Regions from separate parts of the Mus musculus genome. Here all the other regions are linked to region 5. The links are chromatin contacts, called in public HiChIP or PLAC-seq and promoter capture Hi-C maps. All regions are on one chromosome and are shown on one strand. Each heading gives the region's core, a stretch centred on a gene start, on an enhancer-like site or on the middle of the called end of the contact. The rest is flanking DNA. Distances are from core to core; before and after follow the strand shown.

Region 1 (3,589 bases), core at 1,010-3,509, 410 kb after region 5:
TATACACCTCAACCTCTACCCTCACCCCTGTTCCCAAAGCCAAGCACTTGCATCACATTCTCAGATCTGACAACCCCTGAGTTCCTCCTGCCACACCCTCCCACACTTCCCTTTTGCTCAACTCCACAACTAACTACAATCTGAAAGGCAGTTGCCCTCGAGATGGTGATGATAAAGACATGGGGACAAGAGCTGCTAAGCTATGCACACCAGCCTCTGTCACTTCATGACCCCAGGACACCACAGTTGTCTGGAGATGCAGGGTGGAGGGGAACCTTTGAGTATCACATCCTCACGCAGTGGGCATACATGAGCAAACACATGACCAGACTGTTGTAGATGCTTGAGCCCAGGATGGATGGAGGGGTTGCTAGGGCAGAGGCAGGAGGATCTGAGTACAAAGCTAGCTGTAAACTGTCTCAAAAGAAAACAGAAAATTAAGTCGGGTCTGCTGGTCCATGCCTATAATCTTAGCACTCTTGAGGCTGAGGCAGGAGGATTGTGAGGTTGTGGCCAGCTTAGGCTTCACAGTGAGACACTGTCAAGAAAGAATGAAAAAGAAAGAAGGAAGGGAAAGGGAAAGGGAAAGGGAAAGGGAAAGGGAAAGAAAAGAAAAGAAAAGAAAAGAAAAGAAAAGAAAAGAAAAGGGCTGGCGAGGTAGCTCAGCGGGTAAGAGCACTGACTGCTCTTCCGAAGGTCCTGAGTTCAAATCCCAGCAGCCACATGGTGGCTCATAACCACCTGTAGTGAAATCTGATGCTCTCTTCTGGCGCTGTCTGAAGACAGCTACAGTGTACTTATATATAATAATAAATAAATCTTTGGGCCGAAGCAAGTAGAATTGATTGGCCAGAGTGAGCAGAGGTCCTAAGAATTCAATTCCCAACAACTACATGAAGGCTCACAACCATCTGTTCAGCAACTATGTACTCAAATACATAGAAATAAATAAATAAATAAATCTTTAAAAAAGAAAAAGAGACAGAGAGAGAAGGAAAGAAAGGCAAGAAGGAGAGAAGGAAGGAAAGAAGAGGAAGGAAGGAAGAGGAACAGAGGGACAGACAGAAAGAAGAAAAGAAAAAATAAAAAATGTTAAGTGAAGGTTCCCACTGAGGAAAGGATGGGGGGGGGGGGTGCAGAGAGCGTCCTGAATAACCTCTGGCTAGAACAACTAAACTGAAAGTCCCTCCTGAAGGCGGGGATGCTGCCCAAAGCTGTCGGGGGGGGGGGGGGGTGCTGTGATCTCTGTGCTCTGTAAAAGTGCTGTGGGGAGCTGTTGAGGCCAGATTCCAAAAACCTGTAAGGACCCAGCTGGATTCAGGACCCCAAATCAGAAAAGAAGCTAAGAACTGCGTGTCTTACAGAAAACTGCTTTTCTTCCCAACGATGACCTCATTCAAATGAGTTCCAGGAGGACACATGTCCAGAGGTCAGTGCTAGCTGGTCACCATGGCCTTTAGGATGAACTGGGAAACCTGCCCAGGAAGCAGGAAGGCCAGTACTAAGACACAGTCCGAGGTACACTCTTAGGAAGGTCATGGCAAAACTGGGAAACAATGGAGTACTTCTATGACCAGAACCGTGTCTGAGCAAAGGCAGCCAGTGGCACGGGGAGCCAGGTGAGCAGCTGTGTGGCTGTAGGTAGCTGGGAGGCTCTATAGCTGTGTAGCTGTAGATAGCTATGAGGTTGTATCTGCAACCTTTCTCCACTGTGATAAATTCTCTGAAAGAAACAACTTAAGAGGAAAACGATCCGTGGCGGCTTAAGATTTGGAGGAGTTTAGTCCACTATGGGAAGGGGAGCTATGGTAGTCGGAGAGGCCGGCAGCTGAGGCAGGGGTTAGAGTGGATCAGGAAGCCAGACACAGGCTGGAAGCAAAGCAGAGTTATAAACCTCAAGAACACACTCTCCAGTGTCTGATTCCTCCAGCTAGGCCCTAACTCTTAAAGACTCCATAACCTCCCACAACAGAGCTACCCAGCTGGTGGCCAAATGTTCAACCATGAGCGGGGGCATCATTTATCCACAGTCACACTGGGGGCAGCACCCTGTCCTCCATTCAGGCTGTGGAAGAGCTGTTGGATCATTAACACAGGAGCAAGGTAAAAGATCAAAAGAGACCCACCTGAGGGAACCCAGGGATGATTTCTGAGTGGCCATCATGAAAACCTAGCTGATACAACAGTTACCACCAAGCAGCTGAGAAAACACTGGGCTTTTCGCAGCTGTAGAAATGCCAGCAGGGCCTTGGGCCAGAATTTGCAGAACCTAGCCAGGCCCCAAAGTCCACGATAGCTGGTGCTCCAGCAGAAGTGCTCCCCCCGCCTGGGGAGCTTCGGCTGGAACTGGCTCCTCCTACCTGCTGCCATTCTGCTGTTATCACTGTCACCAGAGGCTGGAGATGCCTTATAAGGAATGTCAATAAGGTGTGTTCATTCCATGGACAGTGAGACCCAAAACTCATCACGACCCCAGCCCTCCTCCTCCCGTGATAAGAAATTTCTGGTGATTTTGAGAAGGGAGATCGTCAAAGAGTCCCCCCACCCTTCTCAACGTATCCATCATGGTACATAGTCAGCTTCCCTGAAGCGGGGTCCCTATTGTCACCTCAACATGTAACCAGCTAGTGGATTAACCAGGAGCTGATAATTTGTAGGTATTCAAAGGGTAAATAGGGTTTTCTTAGAATTAGCACATTGGGCTTCAGATTCATAAAAGCCAGCCAGCAGTGCTTTCTTTCCGATGTGTTTTTGTGGAGGTGGGGGAAAAAAGCCTAAATGCTCCAGAATTATTCATGAAAATCGCTTCCTCCAATCCTGCTTTTATTACAGTGGGTCCTCCTAAGTGGCTCATTAGCTTCTAATTGTTAGCGAGAGCTGCTCCTAAATGCATGGGCTCGCCAACTAAAAGGCATGCCAAGTTGGTGAGCTGCTGCCATCTAGTGTCGAAAGATGGTAAGAGGTGAGCCCATTTTGAAGCTTCCCTGGATTCGTCTTATTCATCACCATGCCCATGGGTCAATGGGAAGCAGATTTGTCCATTTGAGATAAATTGAGCCATTCACTGAAGGTAAAACACACAGTGTGACATCATCCTTGTTATGTCTACGTGAGTAAAATCTTGTTTGCTAGAAACACAACCCAGGGCAGGGAAGACAGCATAAAGCGAGCAAAAGGATATGGGTTTGGATCTGCAGAGCCCACATAAAAAGCTGGGCATCGGGTCATGTGATTATAATCCCAACTTGGCCTCTGATGGAAAAGGGACTTGAGATGGGTAGTAGGTCCCTGTGCTTTCTGGCCAGCCAATCTAACCAAACAGCAACCTCCAGGTTCAGTAAGAGATCCCATCTCAAAAAGGAAAAAAAAAAAAAAAAAAAAAAAAAAAGGGTCTATGAAGCATCCGCAAACATAGGCATACATATGCCTGTGTATACATGCACAAGCACGTACAAGCACAGGAGAAACTTGCCCCAGGACTCAAAGGTTAGAAATAGAAAACGTCTGTGCTGATTTTTTCACTGCAATTATGTCATAGTTTTTTTTTTTTAGTGAGAAATTCTAAAATGTAAATTAATATTTTCACCCT
Region 2 (4,105 bases), core at 868-3,367, 480 kb after region 5:
CCAACCCACCTGCTGTCATGCTCACGTTCACACACAACACTTCCACGACTTCCACTTCATAGATGTAAGCTTTCTGAACGATAGCCCACGGAATGTATACTACTATATCCTTTTCTCTAAACACACAGTGCACAGAAGAGCAGACTTCTAGACTCCAAGTTTCACTCATATTTAAATCTTAACCCTCTTCCTAAAACTATATACAAGCGTATACTCCGTTCACTCTGGCACTGGAGGAAATCTCAGCCCCCGGGGTTTGGGGCCAGCCTGGGCAACACAACAAAACTTCACCTCTTAATTAAAACAAATTCAAGCACACTGAAGTGGCTCCATTACATACCTTCACATTCTCTTGGGCTCCCTCCTGCTTCTGCTTCATACTGAGATTCATTTTTCAGCTGGCAAAGCACAAGAAGAAAAGGTGATTTCAGTATTTATATCTGAATGTGGAATCTAGATTTTTTTTTTAGAAAATTATTTATACCACAAAAATCTTACTACTTTATGGTAGAACCACTATCTGTAACAATGGCACAGTGTCCTGTACAAACTACAGAGATCTCAAAAAGACCTGAGAAAAGGGCACTGGGAAAAGCCAAACAGACACTTGGGCCCATTCACCCTAAAGAACAGCATCATGCACATGACTGCAATCCTGGAACACGGTGGAGATAGGAGCCTATGGGAGCCTAGGCTACGCAGCCAAGAGCCTGTCTCAAAAACAAAAACAAAACCCAAGATCTTTTGGCTCCAACCAAGATGTCGAGCTCAGTGAGTACTGTGCATAACAAGCATGCACAAAGGCTCAGCTCAGTTCCTGGTACTGCATAACCAGACACAAGTCCATAATACCAGCAGCTGGGCAGAGAACCAGAATTCAAGGTTATAGTCAGCTACGTAGCAAACACAAGACCAAGCTGAATTTAAAAGGAGGCTAGGGGGAACGGTAAACTGTACCCCCCACCTCTTACTTACATGTAATTAAAAATTTACATTGTGCCCTGGCACTCACCCATGTATGCAAATATAAACAACTTATAGCCCAGCCAGAGTGGTGTTCTGTTATTTCCTATTCTATTTCAAGTTAATAAAACCCGATCGCCAAAAACAAAACAAAACAAAACAAAACAAAAATTGGGCAGCGGTGGCACACGCCTTTAATCCTAGCACTTGGGAGGCAGAGGCAGGCGGATTCATGAGTTCAAGGCCAGCCTGGTTTACAGAGTGAGTTCCAGGCCAGGGCTACACAGAGAAACCCTCTGTCTCGGAAAAACAAACAAACAAACAAACAAACAAACAAAAAACCCGATCGGAAACCTATTCGCAGGGGCTTTGATGTATTTCTCTTTTCTTTTTAAATGGCTAAGTGGGCAAAGCTGACCTTGAACTCCTGTACCTCCTGCCTCAACCTCCTGGGTGCAGGAGACTGAGCACTGACACCAGGCCCAGACTTGGATAACGAAGGCAGTGGGCCAAGATCCCGCTATCATTAGTGAGTCGTGAGCACAGAGACAGTGTCGGAGAACCTACTATCACCTACAGCGGCACCACTGGGAGAGCAGACGCAGGACTCAATGCCCTTGTCCCAGGAGTAGCGTTTGCTGCAGTTGGTGAGCAGGCGGGAGGGATCTACACCCAGTTCAACCCCTAGCCGTGCAATCAGCCCGGACTCCGAGGCAGCAAACTTCCCCGGGCGCGCCGGCCCCGCCCAACGCGGCGCGCGCCAGCCAATAGGAAGAGCGAACACCAGAGCGCGCCAAAACCGACCTCACCAATGGCGCAGCCCCTCGTCTCAGCTCGCCCAGCTTTGCCTTGCAGTCGGGCCGAGACTCGGGTCCCTTTCAAGTCCCCAGACTCGGGTCCCTTCAAATCGTCGCCTCCCAGGCCGGCTCCCCGTGGCTGAGAAGCAGGCCGGGCATTCGGGCCAGCCCGGCGATCCCGCGGCCGGAGTTGCACTCGCCCCGCCCTCGGTCTCCCGCGCCCTCGGACTCACAGACAGCAATGCTCAGTTCCCGGCGAGCGTGAGAGCCGCACAAGGCCCTGGCACCACACCGGATTCAACGACGCCAGAACGACCCGAACCTGCAGACTAACCCGCCGACCCGGTAGCTGACGCGCCGAAAGGCGGAGCCTCGGCATTCAGCCAATCGCCTCTCGCCGCCGCCCACCGCGCCCGTGGCTTCCGTGCGCCTGCGCACCCAGCCAAGGTGCGTGCAGTCTCTGGAAGAGGTCACCGAGGTTCCTCTTGCCTTAGGAGTGTGTGCCCTCTGACCTTGCCGTCTGACCCTCCGCTTCCGGCTCCAAGTGTCTGCCGGCGAGGACAAAAGAGACTCTCACTAGCGGCAAACACGAGAATATACATATATTTTTTCCAAGGTATTTTGTGTGTTTAGTTTTTAATATACATACATGCAAGCATGCATACCTAGATGCGCACACACTAAAGGAAGCAAATAAACAGACGAAACGTGATGACTCAAAAGTCACACTGTGACAGTCACTAGAAATAGCAAGGGCCCGCTTCAAGCTAACAAAAAAAGTTGAAGCTGAGGAATTTTAACTCTATACTTAAGACAGATGACTTTTACTGTATTTGAACTAGACCTCAATTAACTGGCAAGATGGCTCCTTGGTTGAGAGCATTTGTTCTTGCACGGGACAAACCTGGGTTTGGTTCCAAGCACCCACATGGTGGCTTACAACCATCCATAGCCCTTGTTCCAGGAGATCTGATGCCCTTCATGGACACCAAGATGAATATGCATCACACAGGCAACTTTGAAAAACCTAAACTATACCTCAGTAAATCTAAACAAAGGAGGGAGGGCTGCAATACAGGAAACCTCTATAAAGGACTTCCTGGCTGGCTATATAAATATAAGTTTAAAGCCAGCCAGGTTACATAGACAGAATGCAGTAGGGTTGCTAACACCAGAACCTGCTTTATCAGTCAATAACAATTTAGAAGGAAACAGAACTAGGGCCAAGGGAACCGCGATGGCCTAGAGGCTGAGAAAAGTCAATGTATTTGTCACCTTACTTGTTGCTGTAACAAATACCTGACCAGTGCAACTTAAGGAAGGGTTTGTCGGGGCTCACAATTTAAGCGTACAGTCCTCAGAGTCGGGAAGGTATGGCAGTGGGGGGAAGGGGGGCAGCAGGTCCCATACATGCAGGCCAAGCATTTGTACACATACAAAATGTTGCATGTTAGCCAGCACTAAATCCTGCTCAATGGGAAAATATTCTATCCATTTCCACAGAGAACCTGTATTCTATGGTCCAGCCAGTTACCACACTATCACCTCTCAGCCTCAAGTCCCCTGGCAAGTTCCAGAGGAACTGCATATGTGTTCTGCCCTCAGAATACTGGCGACTTCTCCTTTGCTCTCTCATGCTCTCTAGTGAGACCTGGACTTCAGGTCTGGATGAGGAAGAAAGTTCTTGGTGGGAAAGTTAAGATTCTTCCTACTCAAATTTTTGTGGATTATTTTGTTTGCTTGCTTGCTTCTCAAACAGGGTTTCTCTGTGTAGCCTGGACTGTCCAAGAACTCACTCTGTAGAACAGGCTGGCCTCGAACTCATAGAGATCTGCTTGCTTCTGCATCCCGAGTGCTGGGATTATAGGTGTGCACCAACACCACACTGAGGCTGTTACTCAAAGTTTTAAAAGAATTTTCTTTTCCTAAGAAATGCAATTTGAAGCTGGGTATGATAGCTCACACCTGTAATCCAAACACTAGGGAAGTTGAGGCAGGAGGATCTTGAGTTTGAAGTCATCCTGAGCTATGTAGGGAGACCCTATTCCAAAATGAGGGAACGGGGGGAGGGGAGGGGGAGAGAGGGAGAGGCTAAGGAAATGGCTAAGCAGATAGAGTGCTTACTGCAGAGACTTACCATGTGAATTCCATCCCCAGGACCCGATGGTAAGAGAGCACTGGCTCTTAAAAGTTGTCCTCTGACCTACACACACACACACACACACACAGAGAGAGAGAGAGAGAGAGAGAGAGAGAGAGAGAGAGAGGTGAATGTAAAGAATAGAAAAAGAAAAGTGACATAAGGAACAGCGGCTACCCTTTCCACCTAAAGATGAGATGCAGAT
Region 3 (3,773 bases), core at 309-2,808, 380 kb before region 5:
AATTGGGCTCACCAGACAAGGTCAGAGAAAAGGCAGCCCTGCTGGTAAAGAGAGTACTCAATTTTGTGCAGAGCTTAGAGGAGATATCCAGACATGGTAAACTGCAACCTAAATTACCAGGGTTTCTACAAAATTGGTTCCTTTTTCCCTTTACTTTATTAGCTTTACCTGTCAGCTTGACACAGCTTAGAGCTACCTGCAAAGGGAGTCTCAATTAAAGCATTGATCAAAGTAGATTAGCCTATAATGTGTTTTTAGCTGGTGCAAGAGAATCCAGCCCATTGTGGTCAGGACCACCCAGAAGCAGATGGTCCTGGGCTATATAAGAATCTAGTGAAATGTGAGGTTATGTCCTACTACCTCCCCCAACCCATGCAATGGACCACCACTCCTGGGATCGCACTGGAACCCCCCAAGCCAACTTTCTTATGCAGTGTGACCACTGAAAATCAGAACCTGATTATGTCCCTTCCCATTAAAATACCTCCACTGATTTCAATGTAAAGACCAACACTCTTTCTTCACTGGGTCCACAGCGCCACGTGTGTTCTTGACCTCCATACTTCTAGAACCTCTCATAGCCCACTCTGTTCTTATTCACCCGATTTTTCTCTCCTGCACCAAACCTTTCTATATGCTGCAGATTTTCCCAGAGGGTCTTCCTAGAACATCCCTAGCACCAGGCTCCTACATGAAGTGACCTTCAGATTCCAGCTCAATTGATGCTGTGTAATGGCGGCCACCCTTAAATTAGAGCATGACACTTCCTTATTTTAGTAAGATGTGCCCCTCCTTATTACATATTGCACAGCTATCACTACGCACTCCCTTGTGATACTTTTAGTAAAGTCACATATCCCCCTGTGATAATGAACTACTACAAGCTGTTCATGATTATGATGTCTGACCTGTTTCCATACACACTAATGTATCCATTAATATTCATTTAGTGTTTGAGCATTTCTCTTCTCTTTTGTTGTTCCTGTGTCACCTGTGTGGATTCTTAATGAAAAGAGACATTGGAAATGAAGTGAAGCAAGCACGGGTCTCACATACATTTTTAGGAGACATTTTACATCAAATGAGGCCTGGTGAACAATGGCTGCGATTGTAAGCATCAGAGAAACAGGCATAGGGTATCCATGATGCTGCAAAGCAGTACCTGAGGAGATCAGAGACACACAAGGCAATTCTACTCCCTAAGACTAAGACATAAGGGATTTGCACAAATCTACATACAGATGAGGGACCCAGGCTAAAGTGGTCAGAAAGAAGAAAGATGTGAATAGAACAGTGGACTCCAGAGAGTGCCTGGGTGGTTGGTGTTCTTATTGCAGAAGTGGTTTTGATCCAAAGCCAGGATCCACATACAGAAAGCTGTCTGGAATGACTAGATTCTACTACTCCTCTTGTATTAGTTGAAGAAAGTTCATTGCTTTTTGCATGATGGATTAATTTTTTTATTGCTCTTCATCCTGACTATTTTCAGTTAGACATCCTACACGCACCAAGAGCCACAGTAATTCTTTAACCTCCTCACTTGGCTACAGCTGCAGAACTTCCGGCTCACAAACATCCTGTTTTCCAGGCTGTCGGTTCTCTTTGCTGACAGCTTAGAGTTCGTGGTATCATTCTCCTGTGGTTCCAACTCGTCACTGCTGTACTTCGGGGCAAACTCTCCTCCAGTCCCATGGCAACAGGGGAAAGTATAGAGGATTTGTAGAACCTGTGATTTCAGGAGCACACAGTTCTAAATAACCAGTCTTTTCTTTCCTTTGTGAAATCTCCAGGCATGGAAAAAAATACCTTTAGTATCACACAGCCAGGGTCTCTTAAATGATCCTGAAATGAAGCCTCTTCCAGTAGGAGAGCTTTAGCTGTCCAGTGGGCACAAAAGCAAGTCTTTTTTACTCATCACTAACGTTGCTCAGAGATGGGTGAATGTCGGTTCCTTAGCCCAGTCCTGTACCTCTGCCCGGCTGAAGATGAGGTAGAAGAGCAGGCCTACTACATCAATAGCAGCTGCAAGGAAGAAGACATTTCTCCAGCCAAACTCTGAATCCTGGAGACAGGAAGCTACCTGTTAGTAATGGTGGCTTGCTTCTTGCCCCTGGCTCAGAACAGTTGTGGTTCTACACCTTGATGTTCCTTCTTCTATCTCAGCTCAGCCTTCATGGCTCCCATCTTGCTTCTGGGATAGAATGTTGCATGCCCCACACCAGGACCACATACCCCCTCTTCCCTCTGCTAAAGGCACTTCCCATCATTTGAGTCACTTTCTCACTTTTACTCTAGCACTTGTTTAATGTCACCTTTTCAAAGATTCCTCTTTGACCACACACACACACACACACACACACACACACACACAATCAGCCATGTTTCCTACTCTCTCTTTTCAGAATAATATGTCTGTAATTCACTTTAGTTTTCTGTCAATTTCTTTTTTCAATATGGATTTCATGGGGTACGACTGGGAGACTTTTGTATGTTTGTTTGCTAAAACAATTGGTTTAGTACATGCTAATATTTAATAGTTTGTTGAATGAATGAATGTACTGATCAGTCAGTCAAGTGGCAAGAGAAACAAAGCCTCTATGAGAATTACCTTTTAAACAATCCCTAGCAGTGTGCTTTCGGAGACTAGGAAGGAATGGAAGCTTCAAAAGCAAGAGGGAATTTGATTTCATTAAAACAAAAATCTTTTCTTAATCTCCTGCCTTTTCCCTGAGTTACTAACACACAGTCATGGGCAAGTTAAAAATGAGGATTTTTATAAATGTCACAGACATCCATTTCCATCTGAAATTTATATCTGTATAATTCTTAGGCAATGATCAAGTCATTGGGTTTAATTATTTATTTTTTTTTAACCTTCTCTTCTTTCAAGGATTTGTTTGTGAGACAGATTAACAACGTGACCAAACTGGCCTCACAAGTGCGGGGATTATAAACATGCACCGCCTTGCCTCGTATATTGTAACTATGTCAAGGTGTTTGTTCCCGGATGGAAGGCTTCAGACTTAGAAAGCAGCATCCCAGCACCAGGCTCCCGGAGCTTCTGCTCTGGGCAAATGGCTCATGCGTGGCAGAGCGAACACTTGGGAAGGCAGGTGTAAGCTGCAGGGAGCTTTTCACGCTGCTTCCATTCACTAAACCATTTGTACAGCCATTTCCAAAGACTTGTTAGCTTCCTAGATAGAAAAACTACTCCATCCTTGTTTGCCCAGAACATTCAAGATATATTAGCACTGAAAGCCTACCAGAAATCCTGAGACCCCCTCAGTTTGAGGTAAACTATGACGGGTGATCAGATGATACTGAAGGAGAAATGCCATAAATATTACTGGCAACTCTGGATTTTAACATGAGATGTTCATCTTGTATAAATTCACAAACTGTAAACTCGCTACACTGAGTGTTCTCTCACGCACACACCCATGGAATATGGAATTTCTCTACATAAATTAAGCTGGGAATGCAGGTATATTGGGGGTTCCAGACTCATGAGCTTTGGAGTTTTTTTTCTCACTGAGCCTTAGACTAGCTTCTACTAACCACCACCATCAGTTCCTTTTATTAATATCCCTTACAATGTTCGGCCTTACCTGACTGATGAAAAATCCAGCAACAGTAGGAGCTATGCCTCCAGCTAGGTAAGAAAAGACTTGCAATAATCCTTTGAGAAAGCCAGCATACCTGGGAAGGTGTAGCCACACGTGAGCATCTTGGTTGCCCTGTCCTATCTCTATGCTTGTCTCTTAGGATTCTTA
Region 4 (3,598 bases), core at 525-3,024, 360 kb after region 5:
ACTGAAGCAGGATTTAAAGCCACAGAAGAGTCACATTGTGGTTTACAGGGTTGTTTTTTTTTTTTTTAAGGCCACTGTTTCTGCAATGTAGATAGACTATTGTCTATCACTGCCTAAGAAATCAACATACAGTCATTTAAAAGAACACACAGCATTAACTCACAATTTCCACTCGTCAGGAATCCAAGCCCGGCTTTGCTGTGTCCTCCAAAGGATGGGTGTGCCATGAAGAATGTCTCCCCACAAGCCATGTCTCTTTTTTGCATGAGCATCTAAAGTCGATGAGGCTGGGTCATCTTGGACAAGTTAGGCTAACTCTCTGTAACCTTAGTTTGCCTGCCTATAAAGTGGGAATCAAAATACTGAAAGGTTACAGCCAGGTGTAAACAGTCTAATGTCAGGGGATAAGAAGATCGCCATAAACTTACGTTTAGTTCTGTACGGATTGATGCATTAGGGACTTGCTTGTTGAGCAGAACACCCATGAGGAAACACACAGAGAGCTTGCTTGCCCTCTGTGTGCTAAGCTGTCACATGTGTAGTCGTAGTCGACGCTTTCCTCCTAGGAAGGAATGTCCACATGGGAAGGTGGCTTCCTGATGGGGAGTGTGTTGAGTTGAGAGAAGGGCATTGGAGAATGCAGCTGGCAAGGGTAGCCTGTCTGAGCTCCTCTCAAGCCATGGCCTCGTGGTCCAGGTGAGAGGCCTGTACAGTGCTCCTCCTTGGGTGATCCCTGAAGTCTGGCTGTATCCTTAGGTGGGGTGTGATTCAGCTGCTTGCGTTTTCCAGGTCTAAGGATGTCCAGGTTTCCTGATGCTGCCATAGACTCCTCTCCTAGCCTTTGTTGGTCAAGGTTTATACTTCTTGATTCTAATGTCCTCATAAAGTGACTAGGTCTCAGCTTGGAATGTGATGGATGAATTTGTGGGACACTTTGATTTTACATATTGTAAATACACAATTGTATGAGTAAGACAGTTTCCCTGAGGAGGAAACTGAGGCCTGGAAGACTGCCAACCTAAGGATGGACGCAGAGTCCACTCTTGGGCTCCAGGTCCTTAGAATACCCAACCTCATACTCTTCACTCACACACATATAATAGCCTAGTTACCAATGCTGACCTGGGATTTACTATATATAACCCAGGCTGGCATCGAACTTACAGCAGCCTTCCTGCCTTAGCCTCTTGAATGCCACCACACTCAGCTTCTAAAGGTCCTTTTTCTATGGAATGTTTCTGTCTGTCAGACCCACCTACATTTTATAGCCTTATGTATAATTCAAATTCACACCAAAAGAGAGGTTTCAAAGTCAAACAAAAGTCTTGCTTCTCCCTATCATAGTGAAACCTCTGTCGAAACAAGCCCTGGGTACTTGTACCCAGAGGCCCTCTCCAACCGGGCTTTTCAACATAACTCCTGCCTTGAGCCTTGAACTTCACTCTTCACCACTGCACACAACCCTCCCCCATCTCATCATTTGCAATGCACGGCCCTTTTTGAGATCCCCAAAGGCTGGCTGCACAGGCACTCTTGTCTCAGCTGAGATCTCCTCTAATGCTCCGTGTCCGGCTGGTCTCAACTCCCCTGCGGCGGAGTCCTTCTAAGCTGCGCCACAAGCTAGTGTCCCAGAGCCTGACGTGCAGGCAGACGATCAGCTGGAGGCAAGCACCCAAGCGCACCCTGAAGGAGTCGGGCTGAAGGGACCATCAAGCAGCTGTCTCCACCCGCCCTCCTCCCTCGCCCCCCCCCCACCGGTGACGCGCCAGCCCCCGCGTGCGCGCCTCCCCACCGCCCTCTCCGCTACCGCGCTCGCTCCGCTCTCTGCCACCCGCGCGTCCTCTGGCCCCGCAACTTCACCCGGCGCGGCGGCAGCTGGTGCGACGCCCGAGCGCTGGGGCCACGACTGTTACCCTCGGACCTTTCCCTGTTGGCTGGGAGGAACGAGCACCGGTGTCCGCGGAGCCGGAGGTGCACGGCAGCGAGGGGCGGTGCGTGGGTGCCGAGGTGGTACATGCCACCCGGTACTAAGCGTCTCCGGGCACTAGGAGCGTTCTCGGCAGGTAGGTGCACGCGCCTCTTAAACACATTCTCTGCGGCTGATTTTGGTTTCCACCGGCATGAGGTGGGTGTATGGAGGAGTGTCCTGGGCTTGAATGAGCCTGGCATATTAAGAAGAACCCTTGGGTGTCCGGGCTTCCTAGGTCCTGGCGAATCCGGGGAGCCTGATGTGGGCTGGGACGAGAAGGGAAGTTATTAAGGAAGAGGGGCCGTGCACTTAGCGCAGGCCGACCCAAAGGATGTCCCGCACTGTGGAAGGACCGATTGAGAAGGCTAGAGAAGCCTGTGGCACTACCTAAGGTAGGGGCTTGTCAGGGACAGGGGATCCCGCGGGTGGGATCGTGGATGAACCCTGGCTTCCGAAAGACTTCCGGGCACCCAGCAGCGATGGGTGATCCAGCTCAGAGGGAGGATCGCAATTTCCAAGGGCTTCATGTGCCTCCAGACTGAGCAATTGAGCTTGGCTGGGACCCAGCTGTTCCAAATTGGCCACGTGAAACCGGTGAGAATGGGGAAGAGGGCAAGCCAAAAGAAATGTGTTGTTTTTGATGCCAACCTGTGTTTGGAAAGACTGGGGTACGGGGTCACACTTGGGGAACACTCTAACCCTAGCAGGTGTCTGTGATATTGAACGTGCGCGGGGGGTGGGGGGGGGGTTCTGTAGTTCTCCCTCAGGCTATTTATTACCTCATAGCTCCCTCCCACAGTTTCCTGGATAGGGATGCAGACCCCTCGCTGTAGAAGAGGGCGGGCGTTGGAATTCGCTAAGCAGAGCCATTCAGGTGCGAGAATGACAGGACTGTGGACAGTCACAGCTCCTGAGTGAGAAAACAAGACGAAATCCTAGAGAAGCTAGCAATGTTTTTTGGGGAGTGGGGGTGGGGCAGAGTGGGATCCACAGCCCATAGGCTCTGGTCTGGGGGACACCTATATGTTGCATGAGTGACTGTGAAGAAATGTCAACACTTCAGCTGGGGGAACAATGTGATTGTCTTTAAAGCACACACACACACACACACACACACACAAGCTGCCTTTCCTCTCAGCTCCCCTTGCAAATATGAGCACCCGCCCATTGTTTCCTGACACAGTCATTTCTTCCTTCTTCTGTTTCGTTGTTTTTGATGTTAGTTGGTTGGATGGTTTTGTTTTGTTTTGGGAGAGTTTTCTGGGTCAGGTTTGCCTCGCTCCTCCTTCCCACCCTCACCCAGTATTCCTACTAGCCTACTTCTCTTAGAGCAGGCTCTGAGAGTCCCATTCATAAGGTTTAGCTCCACTAGAGCCTTCTATCTGCTGTTACAGCAAGAGAGGTCAGGGCACAACTCCTGCAAAGAACCAGCACCCTCAATCCAATCTCCAGCAGTTACCTGTAAAGTAGGCACCCTCGCTTTGCGGCAATAAATCTTAGGGCAGGGAGGGGGGTGTCTACTCAGTCCAACCTCCAACAACATCAGAGCTCCTGCTGACGTCCCAAGAGTGGAGATCCAGCCACAAGGTGGCCTTTGCCCTAGAAGTTAATGCGTTTGCCTGTCTAAAA
Region 5 (3,578 bases), core at 211-2,710:
AAATTGAGGAGACAAAGTAGGGGGTGTGCACAAATACCTTACTTCGTGTGTGTGTGTGTGTGTGTGTGTGTGTGTGTTGGCATGTTTTCAGTTCAACAAAGGCAGAGTTCCATACAAAACGGGCAACAGCTTCTTCCCGCCAAGTTTTACCTGCAGAGTGAGCAGCTTTGCGGGGGCACACCATGCCCTCTCAAGTATCAATGCTGGGTGGACAGCAGAGGGGCAAATTCCAGACTATGGTGAATCGGTGAGAACGTTCCCTCCTTGTCAGCGCCCAGGGAATCCAGGGAACATCAAGTGTGTGCCCAGTATTCCTCAGGGAATACCAGTCACTGGAGCTCAAAGTACGTCCATAAAGTCATATTCACCTTAGTGCAAGTCAACGCACTCCACACGAGCATAAGCGCTGGTTTCCAGCGCTCCTAGCCCATTTGTCTTCTGCCATTTAACCTTTCCAGATAAAGCTAAGCTCCAGGACTTAAATTCCAAGCAATGCTCTCTCTGCCCTCTGCTCCAAAAGAAGACACCCCCTCCCCCAATAAGGGCCTCAAGCAAACCAGTCACCTGGCACAGGGTAACACACGTGTTCCCAAAGAGACTGAAGGTGGTCGGCAGGTTAATCATTATTAAAATGAGGCGTTTATCATTAACCCTCCATTTCCTGGACTGAGAAGGCATCGGCCGGGTAACCCTCTAGCTTCCAACTCAATCCTCAAAGCCACGCCTTGTCAGGCTGGGTCCTGACGCTGGACGGGCGCCTCCATCCCTGAGGCCGTCAGTAAGAGGGGCAGCCCCAAACGGGAATTTCCTGGAGGGTGCCTGACATGAGCCCGAGGGAACCTACAGTCGCCAGGCATCCTCCTTGCTAGGCTTTACCAGACTTTCCAGAGTTTGGGACCAGGGAGTTGGCCACTGGAAGGGACGCCCCTCCAGCTCCATCTTCCGCCAACCTGACTCACCTGGTGGGGCTGAGCAGGGAGATCTGCGTGGAGTCCCCCAGGGCTCCAGATTCCTCTCCACTCCTTCTTCTCTCTCTGCACCCAGTTCCTGCGGCCATCGGGCCAGCAAACTTCTAGCCTCTCCCCCCACCCCGCCCCCTCCCCCGGCGACCCTGCCCCACGCCACTTGCGCAGGAGAGCGCGGAGACTGCGAGAGGACGGAGATGGGAAGGGAGGCGGAAAGGAGGTGTGCGCAGAGAAAGATGGCCAGTCGGCCCCCGCGCCAAGCTTACCCATTAACTCCCGGGGGACATCGGAGCTCTCGTCGGTCATGGTTGCCCCACTGGGCGCGGGGAGATCCCGGGTCCCACTCTCTGACTCTCGGCCCCGCGCCCTTCTTCAGACCCTTTAATGTTTCCGCGAGGAAGCCGCAGCTTGCAAGGAAAGAGTGGGCCGGCCGGAGCAGCGGGGCGTTGATCCAAGGTTGCCGCGCGCCCGCAGTACCAAAAAAAAAAAAAAAAAAAAAAAAAAAAAATCCTAAGAGTTGAAAATCCGAGCTGGCTCTGCGGCCGTCGCTACATGCCTCCCTCTCGGCTCGCTGCTTCAGGGGCCGAACGCAAGGCGGCTGCAACACCGGCTTCTTCCCGGGCGGGCGCCGCGCAGCCCGGCCTCTGCGCCGCACCTTGGGCGTAGGTGAAGCGGAAGGCGAGGGTTGGGCCGCCTGGCTGGTCTCGGCCTCCTGCGGGCTGGGCTGGGCAGGGGCGGGCCGGCTCTGCTCTCCTCCTTCCCCTTCTCCCGCTCCTCCTCCTCTCCTTCACCCTCTCCTGCTCCTCCTCCTGGTCCCCCTGCGTCTCCTCCCCGCCTCGCGAGAGCGGCCTCCGCACGGGTCCCCGGCCGGCCTCCGGGCCTGGGCGCACGGTGCCCGGCGCGGGGCACAGCCCGGGGACCGACGCGGTGCTTGGCTGCGGTGGCTGCTGCCTTGACTGCTGCGGCGGCGCCGGGCTCGGCGCCCCTCCTCGCAGCCTCGCTTCGGTGCAGCAGACGCTTGCGTCTGGAGAGGGATAGACCGTGCAGTTGAGAGAGCCCGAGAGCCATCTGCTGGCTGCCAGCGTGGAGGGCCCGGGCTGCGCGAGGGTTTATCCCCCAAATCCAGGCAGGCCAATGGACCCTGAGGCTCAGAGCTGCAGAGCCCCCAGCGCGGAAGCTAGTGCTTTCTGAGATCCTTTCGTGCACTTCTGGATCTCGGGCCCCGCTGAGCCTTGTGTCTTCGCACCCTCATTGTTAATTCCCCATCTATGTTGATTAAGAGCTACATGCAATCAATAGACAACCGTAAGATGGCAAGACAGGGGCCCCTTTGGAAAATGCCTTTTAATGGCGACCCAGTCTCCTTAAGCTTGGGGCAAATCGGAGGACCAGACATGGTTGCCAAAAGCTGGAATATTCCTGCTGCTAAATCTGATTCAATTTTACCCAACCCATCCAACCTTCCCAGAGGAAAGATCTCAGGTTCTGGAGTACTTATGTGCACTTCCATCACCCAAAGAGAATGTCCCTGACTGACCAATCAGGTTCCTGCTTTAAAGGGTTGAAAAGAGGGAGAGGGGAAAAGAGGGGGAAACACTGGCCTCTGGCAGCTTAGGTTCTGTTATTGTAGTTGTATTGGTTGGTGGATGGGTGGGTGGGTTAGTTTTTGAGACAGGGTCTCAATATGTAACCCAGGTTGGCCTGGAACTTGCTAACTAGACCAAGCTTGTCATGTCTACAAAGCAAAGATCTGTCTCCCTCTGCCTTTCAGAGTGCCGGTGTCACAGGGAAACATCTGACTGTTAAGTCTACTATTGGTGGTTTGATTTTTTTTTTCCTTTTTTTTTTTTTTTTTTTTTTAAGTGTCTCACTGGTAGGCTAGGCCACAGTTCTCCTGCCTCGGCCTCCAGGTGCCAGGATCCTGGCATGTGCTATTAGGCTGAGTTGGTAGTCTGGTTTTGAAGACTGCTATGGACCTTGCTTTTCTAAGAACAATGTTTAGTTTCCTCTAGAGTACTGCTGGTTGAGCTCTTTCCTTGGGAAGACTGTAAACAGACACCCTCCTTGCAGGGCTCCAACCACAGAGTTCCGTTTCATCAAAGTCCATCTTGGAGAACCAATGTGGTTACTGGACTTACACAGAACACGGGTGAGGGGTTACTTACTGGAGTGTGGGTGACCCTAAAGCAGTCATGTACCCTTACATGGATGAAGATTTCCTCACAGCTCTACAAATGGAGCCCCACTTTTAACTGGGAGTCCACATTTTATATACACAGCCACAGGCAGTTAGGGCCAAATCACATACCACTGGCTCCGAGTGTAGAAGAGAGCAGCTGGAATCTCACGTAAGGTACTATTGGCTCCCCCATCCCTTCCTTCAACAGTCAAGAGATTTCTTACAAGTATTCTAATGAAAACGGTGCTTGTAGTGCTGGAACCATACCTTCTACAGCAGATAATCTGATGATGGCTTCCCCTTCCCACCTGGTTCACCCCACTCCATCCCTGAATCAGACAGCGAGACTCCATTCTTTTAAATGTACTATTACTGTATGTGCACATAATGGGCCAGTTGGGGGTTTGTGGGGGTCACAGGACAACTTGTGGATT
Region 6 (4,032 bases), core at 263-2,762, 370 kb before region 5:
GGGAATATGAAACATGTTCATATTAAAGATATGTAGAATGGGTCGGGTTTGTGCTTCCCTGTCTGTGCAAATGTTACCTAACACCCAGGCGTGTCGCTACTATAGCTGCAAGTGGACAGATACCGACAAGATTCCAGCTTACACCATCTGCAATTCAGAATAAAATTGACAAACAACTTAAATCCAAACCAACACTGGCAGAATGAAATGGGTCAAGCCTGAGATTGTGCTTGGAAACCTAAAACCATCTGCTGACTCTTGTTCACACCTTAGGGAGACTGGTTGGACAGAAGAGTCTCTCACTCATGGAACTGAAGACAGGATTCAGGCCAGCTTTTTCCTTTCTAGCTTTCCAGACCCTTGCAGTGACGCAATGCCTCAGAGTTCACCAGCCTCTGGCTCATTCACTGACCCAGTAAACATATGTGCAATAAATGGAAGGCTTGCTTCCGTGGCTTTCTCCAGCATGACTGGAGGTTTGCTCGCATGAGTGGCTCTGCGTCTACTTAAACAGAAGACCTTAATCTCTGGAGTTTGTCAGTTAGAGGAAGAGGGTTGGACAAGGCTGCTGAAGGGCAAAAGACATGACCACAGACAGCATGCAGGACACATGCTCCAGTGAGTCACAGAGTACAATATGATAAGAAAGAAAAACAAGAATGGCCTAGTTAGGAAGGAAGCAGAAGAGTACAGATGATAACAACTAAGGGGCTGACAGTGAGAACATACGATCTGCCTATTCTAACCACCCAGTCTGTTGGTATACCGTGGCTGTCTCTGAGCTGAGAGGGAAGTCCTCTCCCAGGAACATGACAGCAAAAGAAAAGAGCACTCTGGACCACTGCATAAAGCCATAGGGGGTTTTATTTGCTTCAGTCCCCCATTCTCCCATGAAAATTCTGTTTACTCTGGTTTTTTTGTTAATTTGACCTTTGAAGCCTATTAAAAATATTCTTTAAAACAACAGGGTGTTTTGGTTTGGTTTGGTTTGGTTTTTTTGCCTCAGTCTGTTTGGTTAGTGCTGTTTCTACAAACTAGTGTATCTCACAAAAACAAGTTAAATGCATGAGTGCTTTGTGCAATTTTCCAGCGTCAGTAACCCTAAGAAATGCAAGACCTGACCTTACGATTGGTGTTCCCTTCTAGTTGCTTCAGACAGTATTCTCTCTCCCTTTCTCCCTGTTTCCTACCTTTCCTGTCCCCACCCACCCACCGCTGGCTTTTGTCTCCCTCTTCCATGTCTGTCTTCCTCCCTCCCTCTCCTTCTGGAGTTCCTATAGACCTCGTTTGTTTTAGGAAAAAGCAGCCTCCTGTCTCACTTTTCACAACCATCTCCCAAAAGAAACCCAGTCCTGCACACCACCTATAATCTCAACAGGAAAAGGTCCGTTCCCACACCGTCAGAACCAGAGCAAGAACTGGAAAGCAAACCTGAGGAAGGCGGAGAGCCGGCTCTTGGCTGGGATCCTATCGGTTTCTCAGCTTTCTGCAGCTGTCTAACCCAGAGGAGTGAATTATTACTCAGGGCCTTTAGCTTTTATCTTACCAAATGGAGGCTTTTATTGGCTCAACCATTTAATTTTTAACTTTGTTTTATTATTTAATTGATGACCTGACCATGTTCACTCTATCTTCCTCATACTTGAAGTTCATGTGAAGTCACATACATCTTCCCAGATTCTCTGTGGGTCCTGCTACTACTCTTGCTTGCCTCATTTTTAACTTTTACATTATATGTGATTATTTATGTGTTAGAGTGTGTGTGGGTAAGTTTTCACTTATTGAGGTCAAAGGACAGCTTTCAAGACTGGGTTTTTCCCTTCCACCATGTTGATCTCAAGGTCACAATTCAAGCTATTGAGCACAATGACACTTATCTTTCCCTGCCAAGCTATCAGGTCAACCCTCTGAGCAGCTCATTAATGGCATCTTCATCATCTATGATCTCAGGAGTACAATAATCTTCATAGATAGGGTTACATCTTGTCTCTTAAGTGGCTGTTTTCCACCATATCCATGTTTAATAGAACTAATTTTACACAGAGAGCAGCTATAGGCCTACTGACCTTATAGAAGCCAGACACTTAGAGCTTAACATATTCTCAGGCCAGAGGCTTACTGCTCTAGGATTAATCTAGTGGTCTCAGCACTTGGTCCTCAGCTTCCAGCAGTGGTGCACACAACAGAGCCAGCGACATCCGGGGCTGCAGCTCTCGTACAAGCATCCAATCTTGGGACCTACGATGATAGATGTTGCGCTGTTTAGGATTCTGAGCTGTTGACAGACTCTTTTGCAGCTAATGGACCCGTGGTATCTGAGACCCTTTTGGTAGGTCTCTGGAACTCTTCCAATGACCTCATTTTCCTGTCTTCAGCTCTTCCTGGCTTTCGTGATCTCTGCCCTACCATCGCTGCTACCTTTGCTGCCTCCGCTGTGACCAGTGCTGCTGATTGATCCACGGTTGCAACTGTCACCCTTAAATCCTCTGTCCCCTCACCCTTCCTTCCTGTTACCAACTCATCCTGCTCTAAAATGATAAAGATCAAGCACAGGTGAGAATAGATCACCTGAGAGTTCTATCTTAGGCCTCAGGCTCATGCTGCTACATCAGGATGTTGTCTCTCACCAGAGTGACAAAGTGAACCAAACAACCTGTTAATGTAGCCAGAACAAGGTACAGCAAGGAGTCTGCCCTGTCCTCCAAACATTGCTTCTTCCAAATGAACCACACTTGCATCCTCCAGAGGGGCCTCTGCAAATGGAGCATTGTAGGCGCCAACCATAGATCTCTTTGTGGTCAGCAGTCTCTGGCTAGTGGGAGGCTTCTGACACAGTCTGGGAAATGTCAGGGCTATGTCTGAGCAGCTGGCAGCTGTGGCTGATATATTACCTTCTCAAGTGTTTTGTGGGGAATTCAAAATAGCAGAGCTGGCATGAAGGGAGGGTTGCTGGCTGTGGAGTAGACAGTGCTTCTACCAAGGCAACCAGAAGAATCTAAAAATTATTCATTAGGAAATCAAGTGGGCCTCAATACCTTAGCTTATTTAAAAGAAAAATGAACACTCTAAGAAGTGCTTATAATAAAAACATACTGTTAACATTAACAGGAATTTAACTATGATATAACAAGGCTTGACTCCTGCCTTGGTAACCCAGGAAGGGGTGGGTCCTTCAAATCAGTCTCACAAGAAGACAAAGAGCAACAGTATTATGCTAGGGAGAGGATGGAGTGAGGATGGATTGAGAAGCAGCCAGGATTGTGGGGAATAATCCCAGCACCCAGGATTCAGAAGCAGGAAGATGATGGGTTAGAAGCCATCCTGGGCTATATAATGAGTTCAAATCCATCCTAGACTACATAGTGAGAAACTAAATCAAACAAGAGCCGGAGTGTAGCTTAGGAGTAGAACATTTGCTTAGCATACGCAAAGCCCTGGGCTTAACTCCAGACAGAGGGAGAGAAGGATGGAAGGAAGGAAGAAGAGATAGAGAGAAGAAGAGGGAAGAAGGCACATTAATAAGCAAAAAAAGAATTCTCATAGGATTAGAAATAATCTCTGCCTATACTACAAAAAATCAGAACATATGACTATAATGACTAATATATCATACCAAATAAAAATAACATATTTTCCGAGTTTTTTTTTTTTAAAAAAAAAAGGCCTGGTGGTAGTGTCACTAGCCTTTAATCCCAGCACCATGGAGGTAGAGGCAAGTGGATCTTTGTGAGTTCTAGGCCAGGACAGCCTACAGAAGGAGTTCCAGGACTGTACAGAAAAACCTTGTCTTAAACAAACAAACAAAAACAAAACCATAAGTGAGTATTGTAGCCTACAACATGGAACTGATTTCTTGAGTGAAATGATCCAAAGGGATGGGGTAGAGAATATATAATAATAGCCCTATTGCTACTTGGGTAAAGGGAATGAAAAATTATAAAGAATATAAATGGATTTTATACATAGAAGATTATAATAGAAGAAAAAATTAAAACTGTGAGGCAGTTTGTAGCACCGAAATTTGTAAATGTT
Region 7 (3,948 bases), core at 247-2,746, 330 kb before region 5:
AAGGAAGTTCCAGGGCTGGGCAGAGGGCTGCACACATATGCTGTGTGTGTGTGTGTGTGTGTGTGTGTGTGTGTGTGTGTGTGTGTGTGTGTGTGTATGTCTGTGTCCGTCTGTCTGTCTGTCTGTCTCCCTCACCTTCTCCACCCCTCCCCACTTCTTCTCCTCTCTCCCACCCTCCCCTCCTCCGACCTCCACTTTCAAGTTTAGTAACACTGACTAGAAATGGAATACAGAGCAAACTCGGGCAGTTTTTCTGGCAAGAATTCTGGACAGGTGATTTAACTTCATGCCCTACCCGGCCCCTGCCCCTTTGCCCTCTGCCTAAAGTTGCTTTTATGTCACAAAAACCTCAGAGGTCGAGCTGAGTCAAATCCCCTGATTGTTTCCAGAAGGAAGTTACAGAAGGTTATTCATCGCCTCGGGAGAAACCCACCCTCAGCTTCGTGGAGCTAGCACCTCGCTCAATCTCTCGGTTCAAAGCAAGAGGAGGCCACTGAGCATTAAGGTCTTTGAAGAAACTGGCTAGAAATGCAGAAACAGTTGCCTGAGAGGCAGGGCTGCGGTGGGCACCATCTTGGGGAGGAGGATTGCGCGCCAGCTTCTCTCACAGGCCTGACACCATTCCTGTCCTGTTCCCATGGAAGGTTTGTACCACCGGTGTTTACAGGTGCTCAGCGGGATCCTAAAAGTCCCCACACATCCCGTAAAGAAAGCAATGTCCTCTGTGTAGATATCTACTCATGTCTTCACACGCCCCAACTCTCGAGTCCTCAGAGAAGTATAAATTAAGGAAAATATTCCACACTCCATTAGCATAAGCGCATCTGGGAAATCGAGTGCAGGTGTCTCTTATCTAATTGTAACAAGTAGACCAGACCTGTAGGTGAGCCTCCCTCTGCCCTGAGGCTACCCGGTATATGAATTACCCAAAGCTTTGTATTAGGTGTGATCAGGCTGTGTGCCTAGAAAGAATGAGAGAAAAAAAACTCAAGTCAAGAAAAAAAATTAAAAGCAGGTACTCAGAAATGAGTCAAGGGACAAGCAAAAGTATGCAATCAATCAACCAATCAATCAATAAATGCCGGGCAGTGGTGGTGCATGCCTTTAATCCCAGCACTTGGGAGGCAGAGGCAGGTGGATTTCTGAGTTCGAGGCCAGCCTGGTCTACAAATTGAGTTCCAGGACAGCCAGGGCTACACAGAGAAACCCTGTCTTGAAAAATCAAAAAAAAAAAAAAAAAAAAAAAAAAGTATGCAAATTGGGTTCAGTTGCCCTCTGGGATCACCAAGCACGAGTGAGTGTGGCTCTCTTGACTCCTTTAAGAGCTCTGAAGGCCGACATTCGGAAGCCCTCCCAACGCTTATGGAGCAGAGACAAAAACATGAATCAGCTGGCTACAAAATGTGGTTCATTATTTGCTGCAGTCTCAAGGGTTTTTATGTGAAGACTCTACATCTGTTAAAGGTCACCCGCAGCCCTCCAGCATGTGAAATAGGCCTGCCAGCCCCCCTGACGACAGCGTGCATAATCTAATTGCAGGCTGCCCTCTTTGACGACTGAGCAAATGCTGCCTTTTCCATCTCTGGAGTAATTTGGAGCTACACAAATGCTGTGATCCTGATGTAGCAGCTGAGAATGGCTCTCAGATGATCACTCTGCAAAGCAACATCATTACAGTACTAACATTTGCTCGAGGATTACTATAATTGTGCATGAAGTGAACAGTGCTGACTCAGAGTGACACAGATTTGTAAACGACACTGCATATACAAAGCAAGGATTATACACAACCGACTCCCCCACTGCCCTGCGTTCAATATTCTATCATTCAATTGTTCTACCGTCTGTACTCTACAAAACTGAAAAAAGTGGGAGTTATATTTTGATAGGTGATGAGAATGATATGAAGAAGAAGAAGATGATGATGATGAAGATACCGTTACTGCTGTGGATGATAATGATGCTAATGCTGACGTTATAGATGCTTGTGACAATGATGCTGTTGATGCTACTGGTGATGATAGTGATGCTAATAATGATGGTGATGGTAGTACTGGTGGTGGTGGTGGTATGGAGATGCTAATGATATTGGAATTACTGATGATGATGATGATACTGACGATTACAATGATGATACTAATGATGATGGTAGTGTTGGTGATGCTGCTGCTGCTAATGCCACTGCTGTTGATGGTGATGATGCTAATGCTGATGGTGGTGGTGATGAGGATGTTTGAGTCTTCTGGCTCTTTGCTCTTTCTCTGTCATACTTGGAACACAATGACTCTTCATGAGAATAGGGAACATCCAAGATGCCTCTCTAAAACTGTGCTGTTTCTGTAGTTTTCTTTTACAAAGCTAGCTGCAATTCCAGTCCTATGGGGTCCAAGGAGCTTACTCTGCTATTCTAAGCCATGCCTGTACCTTTTGTTCTACTTGCAAGGAAGGAGCTCAGCCTGCCCTCCTGCTTCTCCAAGGTCCACTGATTTCTCCTCTCCTAAATCTCTTCTTCCTTCTGTATCTTCTCGGCAGACTAAATTCTGAAACTCTTAAAACAGAAAATTCTGGAAGACTTATGTAGACCAAGGCAATGGGACAACGAAGTTTACCAAATTAGTCACTTGATGACTAACAAGCAAGTTGAGGGAGCTGAAGACATGGCTCAGCGGTCAGAGCACAGATTGCTCTACCAAAGGAGCTGTTTTTAGCAGGCACATCAGGTGCGTCATGACAGCCTTAACACCTTCAACATCCAGGGAATCTGATGCCCTCTTCTGACAGCTGTGGGCACTGCATTCATGTGCACAGACTCTCTCTCTCTCTCTCTCTCTCTCTCTCTCTCTCTCTCTCTCTCTCCCCTTTCTGTTTCTCTATCTCTGTGTCTCTGTGTGTGTGTCTTTCTATCTCTCTGTCTCTCACTATCTGTTTTCCTGCCTCTCTCTGTCTCTCTGTGTCCCTCTATCTCTGTCTCTCTGTCTCTATCTCTCTCTGTCTCTCTCTCTTTTATGTCTTTCTATATATCTCTTTCTGTGTGTCTCTCTGTGTCTCTCTATCTCTCTTTCTCTGTCTCTTTCTCTGTTTTATGCCTCTCTATATATCTCTTTCTGTGTGGCTCTCACTCTGCCTCTCCATCTCTCTCACACACACACATATAAACACAAAAACAATAATAATAAATACAAATCTTTTTTGAAGAAGAAAGACATTTGAAAATGCAAAGTTGCCTCCTAAAATTAAAATTTCACAATAAGCAAGTGTCCCAAAGACAAGCCTACCTAACAGAGCCTGAAACAAAAATCAGGAACACTGACCCTGTCTCACTTTTCATGCTGTGTTTTTGTACTTTTAACTTATTTAAATATTACATTAAGGTTTTCTTGTTTGGCTGGTTTTTTGTCTGTTTTCTTTTTTTGGTATAAAACCCAGGATCTCACATATGCTTGGCAAGTGCTCTACCACTGAGCTACATCTTCAGCGTTAAGTTTCTCCAACAGAACTTAAACTTGTTACATAGCCCAGGAAGGCCTTGAACTTGCAATCCTCCTACCAGTATCCTAAGTATCTGGGATTACATCCCTGACTCAAAACGTCTTCATTATAAAAGTTGTTCCTTATGATTCTCAGTCTTTGCACGTGGAGTAACTCAACTTGCTCCATGATCGACCCTGTTATAGTGGACAATTACTAGTGTTCAAAAAATGCTATAGTTATCCTCTCAGTGAAAGCAAAAAATGTTTAAGTCATTGTGTTGAAGCTACTTAAGCCCTGGGTCAAAACCCAGAGGTGAGCTGGCTCACTTCCTAGCTAAGACACCTTAGACATCTGTTTACTGTCTTTGATCCTAAATGTTATAGTTTGCAAAACAAAAATAATAATGGCACCTTCAGCACAGCCCCTCCTTTGTTGAGAATGTAATTCTTCAGGAAGATGGAGAGCCTTTTTCTGTAG

What was found. Promoter capture Hi-C pulls out the DNA fragments that hold promoters and counts their contacts. HiChIP or PLAC-seq counts read pairs in DNA pulled down with a chosen protein or histone mark.
Region 1: a promoter capture Hi-C map of liver shows a contact between it and region 5. The contact joins the enhancer-like site here to the promoter of Carmil1 in region 5. A contact is called at or near these places in 11 of 39 promoter capture datasets (the 3T3-L1 cell line, the C10 cell line, the HPC-7 cell line and 5 more), 2 of 15 datasets of contacts at CTCF or cohesin (the NIH/3T3 cell line and large pre-B cells) and 6 of 115 datasets of contacts at active chromatin or transcription factors (astrocytes, embryonic forebrain, embryonic stem cells and 3 more).
Region 2: an H3K4me3 HiChIP or PLAC-seq map of pro-B cells shows a contact between it and region 5, with 6 times the contacts expected there. The contact joins the promoter of Gmnn here to the promoter of Carmil1 in region 5. A contact is called at or near these places in 5 of 39 promoter capture datasets (the 3T3-L1 cell line, the C10 cell line, cranial neural crest and 2 more) and 4 of 115 datasets of contacts at active chromatin or transcription factors (bone marrow-derived macrophages, cardiomyocytes, large pre-B cells and 1 more).
Region 3: a promoter capture Hi-C map of pre-B cells shows a contact between it and region 5, with 4 times the contacts expected there. The contact joins the enhancer-like site here to the promoter of Carmil1 in region 5. A contact is called at or near these places in 17 of 39 promoter capture datasets (the 3T3-L1 cell line, 3T3-L1-derived adipocytes, the C10 cell line and 12 more), 3 of 484 Hi-C or Micro-C datasets (bone marrow-derived macrophages, nephron progenitors and olfactory sensory neurons), 10 of 115 datasets of contacts at active chromatin or transcription factors (astrocytes, bone marrow-derived macrophages, embryonic basal ganglia and 5 more) and 1 of 9 other capture datasets (embryonic stem cells).
Region 4: an H3K27ac HiChIP or PLAC-seq map of embryonic stem cells shows a contact between it and region 5, with 3 times the contacts expected there. The contact joins the promoter of Ripor2 here to the promoter of Carmil1 in region 5. A contact is called at or near these places in 1 of 39 promoter capture datasets (pre-B cells) and 2 of 115 datasets of contacts at active chromatin or transcription factors (embryonic stem cells and large pre-B cells).
Region 6: a contact with region 5 is called in an H3K27ac HiChIP or PLAC-seq map of embryonic stem cells, with 5 times the contacts expected there. The contact joins the promoter of Slc17a4 here to the promoter of Carmil1 in region 5. A contact is called at or near these places in 21 of 39 promoter capture datasets (the 3T3-L1 cell line, the C10 cell line, the HPC-7 cell line and 15 more), 2 of 484 Hi-C or Micro-C datasets (bone marrow-derived macrophages and nephron progenitors), 9 of 115 datasets of contacts at active chromatin or transcription factors (embryonic basal ganglia, embryonic hindbrain, embryonic stem cells and 4 more) and 3 of 9 other capture datasets (embryonic stem cells, liver and macrophages).
Region 7: an H3K4me3 HiChIP or PLAC-seq map of embryonic forebrain shows a contact between it and region 5, with 7 times the contacts expected there. The contact joins the enhancer-like site here to the promoter of Carmil1 in region 5. A contact is called at or near these places in 13 of 39 promoter capture datasets (the 3T3-L1 cell line, the C10 cell line, the HPC-7 cell line and 9 more), 4 of 15 datasets of contacts at CTCF or cohesin (CD8 T cells, embryonic stem cells, large pre-B cells and 1 more), 24 of 484 Hi-C or Micro-C datasets (the AML12 cell line, B cells, CD4 T cells and 10 more), 15 of 115 datasets of contacts at active chromatin or transcription factors (the NIH/3T3 cell line, astrocytes, bone marrow-derived macrophages and 7 more) and 3 of 9 other capture datasets (embryonic stem cells, liver and pancreatic islet).

Annotation. Positions count from the first base shown.
Region 1 is chr13:24,684,577-24,688,165 of GRCm38.p6, forward strand. The region is part of intron 8 of Ripor2 (RHO family interacting cell polarization regulator 2); the gene reads left to right. Among named protein-coding and RNA genes, the nearest start is that of Ripor2, 48 kb to the left of the region's middle. Within about 2 kb of position 2,260, at least 37 of the 459 cell types and tissues checked have an H3K27ac peak or open chromatin away from gene starts, as enhancers often do. A contact at or near this core is called in forebrain and liver, where this site is marked.
Region 2 is chr13:24,759,820-24,763,924 of GRCm38.p6, forward strand. It overlaps Gmnn (geminin), which reads right to left and starts at 2,118. Exons shown (of 7, transcript NM_020567.2): 1 at 1,994-2,118; 2 at 341-398. The coding sequence starts at 391.
Region 3 is chr13:23,896,848-23,900,620 of GRCm38.p6, forward strand. Slc17a4 (solute carrier family 17 (sodium phosphate), member 4) reads right to left here. Exons shown (of 12, transcript NM_177016.3): 11 at 3,609-3,699; 12 at 1,042-2,062. The coding sequence ends at 1,928. Among named protein-coding and RNA genes, the nearest start is that of Slc17a4, 16 kb to the right of the region's middle. Within about 2 kb of position 1,559, at least 30 of the 459 cell types and tissues checked have an H3K27ac peak or open chromatin away from gene starts, as enhancers often do. A contact at or near this core is called in the HPC-7 cell line and pre-B cells, where this site is marked.
Region 4 is chr13:24,636,874-24,640,471 of GRCm38.p6, forward strand. Ripor2 (RHO family interacting cell polarization regulator 2) reads left to right here and starts at 1,775. Exons shown (of 23, transcript NM_029679.2): 1 at 1,775-2,063. The coding sequence starts at 2,015.
Region 5 is chr13:24,279,330-24,282,907 of GRCm38.p6, forward strand. It overlaps Carmil1 (capping protein regulator and myosin 1 linker 1), which reads right to left and starts at 1,461. Exons shown (of 38, transcript NM_026825.3): 1 at 1,232-1,461. The coding sequence starts at 1,271.
Region 6 is chr13:23,913,495-23,917,526 of GRCm38.p6, forward strand. It overlaps Slc17a4 (solute carrier family 17 (sodium phosphate), member 4), which reads right to left and starts at 1,513. Exons shown (of 12, transcript NM_177016.3): 1 at 1,432-1,513.
Region 7 is chr13:23,948,360-23,952,307 of GRCm38.p6, forward strand. It overlaps Gm33516 (a long non-coding RNA gene), which reads left to right. Exons shown (of 3, transcript XR_382128.3): 3 at 390-756. Among named protein-coding and RNA genes, the nearest start is that of H2ac1, 16 kb to the left of the region's middle. Within about 2 kb of position 1,497, at least 20 of the 459 cell types and tissues checked have an H3K27ac peak or open chromatin away from gene starts, as enhancers often do. A contact at or near this core is called in embryonic basal ganglia, embryonic forebrain and pancreatic islet, where this site is marked.